Regions from separate parts of the Mus musculus genome. Here region 1 is linked to region 2. The links are chromatin contacts, called in public HiChIP or PLAC-seq maps. All regions are on one chromosome and are shown on one strand. Each heading gives the region's core, a stretch centred on a gene start, on an enhancer-like site or on the middle of the called end of the contact. The rest is flanking DNA. Distances are from core to core; before and after follow the strand shown. Region 1 holds the start of Rln1 (relaxin 1). Region 2 has its middle 28 kb from the start of Slc1a1.

The links. HiChIP or PLAC-seq counts read pairs in DNA pulled down with a chosen protein or histone mark.
Region 1: a contact with region 2 is called in an H3K27ac HiChIP or PLAC-seq map of embryonic stem cells, with 4 times the contacts expected there. The contact joins the promoter of Rln1 here to the enhancer-like site in region 2. A contact is called at or near these places in 3 of 39 promoter capture datasets (hippocampal neurons, liver and neural stem cells), 1 of 115 datasets of contacts at active chromatin or transcription factors (embryonic stem cells) and 1 of 9 other capture datasets (adipose tissue).

Annotation. Positions count from the first base shown.
Region 1 is chr19:29,332,787-29,336,026 of GRCm38.p6, reverse strand. Rln1 (relaxin 1) reads left to right here and starts at 1,357. Exons shown (of 2, transcript NM_011272.2): 1 at 1,357-1,641. The coding sequence starts at 1,431. Gm52390 (a long non-coding RNA gene) reads right to left here and starts at 1,389. Exons shown (of 3, transcript XR_003952902.1): 1 at 1,277-1,389; 2 at 1,008-1,140.
Region 2 is chr19:28,804,921-28,808,606 of GRCm38.p6, reverse strand. No RefSeq gene overlaps it. Among named protein-coding and RNA genes, the nearest start is that of Slc1a1, 28 kb to the left of the region's middle. Within about 2 kb of position 1,571, at least 12 of the 459 cell types and tissues checked have an H3K27ac peak or open chromatin away from gene starts, as enhancers often do. A contact at or near this core is called in embryonic stem cells, where this site is marked.

The DNA.
Region 1 (3,240 bases), core at 108-2,607, 530 kb before region 2:
TTTCTAGATATAAACTTATCAAGATTGACCCGTGACGACATAGACAACCAGAAGAGACTAAGTCAAGTATGGAGCATGTGTAACCAAGTCTCCCAACAAAGAGAAGTTCAGCCCCAGGTGGCTCTGTCGCTGAATCTTACCAGATTCTCAAAGTATTCCAAAGAATCAGTTTATTCTCTCAGTTCAGCATTGCTCCATACCAAAAGGAAACAGAGACACAACAAACAAAACTATAAACCAATGTCATTGATAAACATAGATACAAAACCACTCAACAAAATATTAAACCATCAAAAAGATCATTCATGGTGATGAAGGTGGATGAGTCCGAGAGGCAAGGGTAGTTTACCATATGCAAATCAATAAATGTAATATATCATCAGAATGAATTGCAAAAGCTGTAAAAGTTATCTCCATATAAGCAGGTAAACCTTTGGATAAAAGTCAACACTGTATCATTATTTAAAGCAAGTTACAGAAAGAAAGTTGCTACCTGACATAATCAAGAGTGTACAACAAGCAGCAGCCTACAATCATATCGGATGCGGAGAACCTGAAAGCATTTCCTGTGATACTTAGAACAAGACAAGGGCATTGGCTCTTACTGCTCTCGGTCCCCATTGTCCTAAAGACTTTAGGATGAACCATAAGGCAACGAAGTGCGCAGAAAACAAGTAGCCAGGAAGGAAGTCAAATGGTGCAGATACTATGATTCTATCTATTAAACACACTCTCTCTCTCTCTCTCTCTCTCTCTCTCTCTCTCTCTCTCTCTCTCTCTCCATTATGACTAACAGAATATCCACTGTAGGATCTAAAACCAACCTACAAATCTCAACAGGATTTTAAAACAACCGTACTGAATTTGCTTAAGAGAAATCACAAAAGGTTCACGTCAGCAAAAGCAAACAAAAACAAAACAAAAAACACATTCCAGGTGAAAAGTCAGTTTCCCTCTTAATTAACAGTTTACCCTCCTCCCGTTATGTCTTCTATGACCGGACCTACCAGCAATTGCAGCCATAACCTTAGTGGGGTTAGAAGGTAACAAGAGAAACGTTCATGCTGGGAAGCCTTTGCTTGTAAGAAGATAGGTGGTCTCTATTGCTGATGTGACTTAGTCCAGGGGCCATGCCTTATTCTGTAATTAAGAAAAAACTTCAAATCCAAAGTGATTTTGGGATATAAGGTTGTTTGGGGGCAAGAATAAAGAAGACAGAAGGGTGGTGTGATGAATGAAAGGTGGGTAAGGGGAACGAGACTCAAGAAGACAATACCACGCAGGCTGAGGGTGGGAAGTGGGTGGAGCTGGAACCATCAACACTGGTGCTGAGAGCTCCCAAGGGATATAAAAGCCGGATTGAGCACTGGGGAAGCAGCAGGAGCCCAGTCCCGCCAAGGCTGAGCCGCCCAGAAGCAGCCCAGACCGGAATGTCCAGCAGATTTTTGCTCCAGCTCCTGGGGTTCTGGCTATTGCTGAGCCAGCCTTGCAGGACGCGAGTCTCGGAGGAGTGGATGGACGGATTCATTCGGATGTGCGGCCGTGAATATGCCCGTGAATTGATCAAAATCTGCGGGGCCTCCGTGGGAAGATTGGCTTTGAGCCAGGAGGAGCCAGCTCTGCTTGCCAGGCAAGCCACTGGTGAGCGCCTTCTCATCTCACCCCTTCTTCTCATGCTTCCCATTGGCTGACCACCAATTGGAAAGGTCCCCTGCCTCCCCCCGGGGCGGGGGAGGTTTGTGATCCCCAGCCTCAGGTTTGACGTGCTCGTGCTCGGTTGGGTCAGAGTTTCAGTGAAAACCTATCAGAGGGAATTGGATATGCTGCAGGCAAGGGCTTCATTTACACTAGGAATGGAGCTAGGACCTAACGGGAGCCAAAATCTGGGCTGTGGAGTATGCCCGGGCGGACTACTGCTCCCTGTTTGTAAGACACATCACCTAGGGAGCCTTGCTGTGCATCTTTTTTTTAACTGGGCTTGCAGTTTAATTGAGAGGTTGGGGGGATGTAAGAAAATCAATAAGGGCTAGCACGCAGACTATCATGACCGAAAACTCATTAGTGTCATAAAAATAACATTTGAATCCAAAATCTAGTAATTAAAAAGTGAATACCTGTATGAGTTCAGTTAGATTAAAATGTTATATTTGTGTCTATTATCTACAAACCAAACATACGGATTTCAAAAATAGTTGTAAATAAGGAATTTCAAGGCACAAAAGCTTGTAAGTTAACTCTGACCCCCGACTACAGCTGGCCTTTGCTTACTGGTTTTAAGTACATCAACTTTGCTTGGCAGCCGATGAAACTCTGACTGGACAAAATCTTAGAGCAAGGAGGGATTGGTAAACTGAGTTAAAGTTAGAATGTCTTCCTGAAGGAAAAAGGCAGGACTTCTGATAGACACAAAATGGTACAGAATGCCACCTGCTGTCACTGGTTTAGACTTGGAATGAACAGGTGTGACAGTGCCATCACTTTCCGTGCCAAATTCCAACGGCTGAAGTTGGTTGTTGGCTAAAAGGACAACGGGACCCTTAGGAAGGATCTTTGTCCCAGAGCACCCCAGTATAGGGGAACGGTTTGGCTTTCTCTGGAGGGTAAGCCTCCAAGGCTAACCTGGTATCTCCCTTGCACACTTAGGCTGTGCCTTTTGGATTCCTTGGTTTCATTCTTTCCAGAGGAGTGACTGATTGGTAAGCTGACACGCTGTTCTGCTGGACATGAAGAATGGCATCAAGAGCTGAGCTATTGCACTGTAATCTAAACTTGATTAGCATTGCCAGGTTTTTTTTGTCTGCTAACACTCTAAATTTGTGCATTTGGAATAGGTAAGAGCAGGGGGAAGGTCTGAGTTACTATAAAGAGTTTTGTAGGCAGAAAAAAAATTTTTTTTCCTGTAAATCTCCTAACTGACACTGCTGGTGGAAACAGTCCGTGAATGCTGAACTGTAAATGTGTACAAAGAAGGAAGGGGTCACTTGGTTCTAGAGGGTTTCCCACAGCACGGGAGCAAACACCACACTCAGCACATTGGTCCAGGCACCACTGGGAAACACACAGTTTGGGAAGCGTTCTTTTTGGCTGTTTCTGTCTTGAGTATACAATACCACTGACTTGGAGCAAACACTCTAGGGAAGAAAGATTGCTCCGTAAGTGTTCAGAGACATCCATCCTTCTCTAGTCAGAGCTGAGCTGCTGGAAATATCTGTCTTTTAAACTTTATCCTAAAGCAGTAAC
Region 2 (3,686 bases), core at 322-2,821:
TAAAGCTAAGACATAAATTGATTAGAATTGAGATCAATTTTTGATGAGTTGTAATGATGAATATAAAGATGATATAGCCACCATAGTACCCTTAGCAGTCTTACGATTTTGCACCATTTTTTTTAGACATAAGATACTCAGGGAGAAAAAAAACCCCACAGATACAGATAACTTGCTTGCTTCAGTTATGAAAATTATGCCAGTTACAAGCAATGAGTAACCAAGTAACAAACTGCCTACCTTTATCTGAGTCCTTTAGACCACCAGCCCCAAATCATTTTTGTAAAGAGGGTTCCGTGGGTCAAAGGGTTTGTAAGAGGATGTCAGTGTGAGTTATTAATACTTCACCTTGATCCCTGTTCTTAATTAATTGAATTAATTTACTCTAACTGAGGTTTTACATTGTTTATACTTAAGTATTCAAGGAGAAAAGAAAAGGCATGGATTTATCATAAAGAACTGTAAAGCAGAAATAACAAACAAAATCTAAAATGAAAAGGAATGAATATGATAGCTTGGAAACAGGGGAAAATAGTCCTTGAAAAGTGACATTTCATCTGGACAGTAGTGTTGAAAAATTTCTTCAGAGCATAGCGCAGAGGAACAAAGGGCTAAGGACATTGAGGAGACAATGAGTCTCAGAGGAGGGCCATGTGACTTTAGATCCATTCTGACAGTGTTTAGTCATTCTTAAAAACAATGTTATATTTAATGAAAATCTACATATGTAGTAGGATTATGCAAAATATGCAAAAGAATAATAGAGGCCAGATTCAAGAAAAGCTGTTTCTTCTGAAGTAGCAGGGAGTGGGGGGAGAGGTGAAAACGGAATCACATGGCCACCAGCACACAATTCCTTAACCTCTTACTGCCCTCCTTAGAAAACTGCTTCTGAGGCAGGCAGGCTTCTCTGGAACACACATGAAGAAGGCAGCCTGTTTGTAACCTGGCCCTTTCATTGCATGTCATTAACACCATCTGTTACCAATAGCTACATTCTTTCCCAAATATTATGTATCTAAAGAAAATATAACAAAATGTTAAGATTTATTGGGATGGCATGATGGGTAACGGCCTCCATTTTGGTCTCAGTATACCTCTTTGTCAAATGGAAATAAATCATTTGTAAGTCAATTTAGGAAGTTAAAAATAAGAAGCCAGGTAATTAGCATAAGCGTCTCGAGCTCTTTTTCTAGACTGAATTTCTTGGAGTCATTTCCTAACGCTCCTTACATATGCGAGTCCCAAATCTCTCTGGAGCCTAGCTGCCTCATCTGTGTGGCAAGGCAGGGTAAGATGGCAGCCTTGATCCCACCCCACCCCCAAAGCCGCGCCTTGTTGCAGGTATATCCAATTAAACATGACAACTAGGCAAATACTAGATCCGCTTCATGGGACTAAGGAACCTGTGAGAGTGACAATGGTGGCTGCTCTCAGTAAGGCAAAAGGAAGTGGCTGTGGGAGAAGGCAAGAGTTGCCCACCATCCCTCCCCTAACCATTACATCAATTCCGCACTTTGCTGTGCTTGGGGGAGGAGGTGTAAGGGGAGGTTCTGATGCTAAGGTCTAGCTTCCTGATTGGTTTTTGACTTGTCAGTAAAGAAGGCCTGGAGTCAATTGCTGGGCAGAAAGGGCAGGTGGGACTTCCGGGATCCAAGGCCAAAAAGAGAAGCAGGGAAGACAAGAGAGACTTTTTCTGCCATGCTTTGGAGGGAGGAGAGGGCAGTTATCATACAAGGCCTTAGAGACAGCTAGGGCCTGCGGCTTCTGCTACAGGCGGTGGCCAAAGATGTTTAGCAGGGGCTAAGTGGAACAAACCACTAAGTTTAGGGCAGGTGAGACAGAGATACCTTGCTAAAAGCACACATTTCCAGATCGATGATAGATCCCGGAGCTAAGCTGGGTGGAACGAAAGGGAGCCGAGAGAGGCTGGGCAAAGGCGGTAGCAAGTTTTTAAAACTACTCGCAACAAGGAAGAAGAGAATTAAGTTTAGATCTCATCGTGAAGTGATGTTCTGAGTGCACTACAGTGAAACCCCATGCTAGGCAAAGCCCCACCCGACTGCCAGGCCTGTGTGCGGAGCAACTGTAGCCACAGCAGCTGAATTAAACCAGATGGCCAAGAGCTTCCACTACACTTCTACACTTCTCCTACTTGGTTGAGGGATTTTGCCTTCTGAGAAAGGCATGGTACCCAGTGCCAGACCCATCCCTCAGTATAACCTGGGAGTTCAGTATGTTTGCCAGACCACAGACAAAACCTCTAGACCAGCTCTGGCATATCTAGAGATCTGTGTGCTGGTGGGACAAACTCAAGTTTTAGCCTACGTTCTGTCTAGCTTTGAGTGTGTCAGAGGCAAACCTGTCCCTCTCTTAAGATGATACAGGCTTCTATGGCTGTGAGACTCAAATATACCCCGCCTTGGTAAGGGATTATCCTCTCCAGCCGTGCACCAACCTCTCAAATAGGATATCTATCCTATCCAGTCCATATAGACAGATCTTTCTGGGCATTAGGCAAAGACCTGCTTCTTAGTAACATAGACTCACATTTTTACCTATTGGTCTTGACAAGCTATTGGCTTAGGGTATAGCATATCTTGGTAGTGTTGGCAACTGCCACTATGACATAAGGCCTGGGGGCTGCTATAGCTGAACACTAGGAACAGGCAGACCTACCCTATCCCTGAGAAAGACTTTTGGTACTAGACCATTTCTATGTTCTTTCATTTTTGCTTTGAATAATACTCCAGAGGTGTAGTTTGGGAAAGATCTGGTCTTGGAGTGCCTTTTAGTATTGAAATAGTAACACATTCCAGCAGCAGAATTCCAGCAACTGTGGACCTGGGCACCAGCCAATGCTGAGACAGTGTATGTAACTATAGGCTAAAAAAACATGATGAGGCTGCTTAGAATCTCTGGAAAGACAGGAACAAAACAAAAAAAGATTAAGAAGAGAAGAATGAATACCAATTCTTAAACATCCAAGTGGTGTCACAAGCCACGAGCACTTGAACTTTTAGAAATACTACCTTCCCTAATAAGGAGTCTGAAAATGGCCATTAGTAACCAGTGTAGTAGAGTTTTCAACTGTTTTGACTGTCTACTGAAACACTGCAGGCCAGGAGAGAATGGCTTAAGATTTACAAAGTACTGAAGGAGCAACAAAATCACTTCTAATGAGAGTGCTATACCCAACAAAACTATCATTCAGAGTCTAAGGCATGATGGACATTCCCAGACTAATAAAAGCAGAGAGAATATATTTTCATGAAATCTTTAAGAAATACTAAGGGAAGCATTCAAATTGAAAGATATAAAATGAGTAAGAAGAAAATCTAGGAAAGTAGTATACTCACTGGTAAGAGGGTTACATAAACAAATTTGGGAAAGTCTATTTTTATAAGAACAGTGTATAAAAATTCATACCTGAGTATAAAAACAAAACCCAAAAATATTAAATATGTCCATATGGTTTATAATATTAAAAAAATCTAAATTGGAATGGCAAAAATTCAGATTTGTGACTGTTAGATGTGGTGACCCATGCCTTGAATCCCAGTACTTGAGAGGCAGAAGTGGGCAGATCTCTGTGAGTTTGAGGCCAGTCTCTACCTAGGAAGTTGCAGGAGAGCCAGAGCTACCTAGAAAAACCTTGTTACAAAACAAACAAACAAACAAACAAA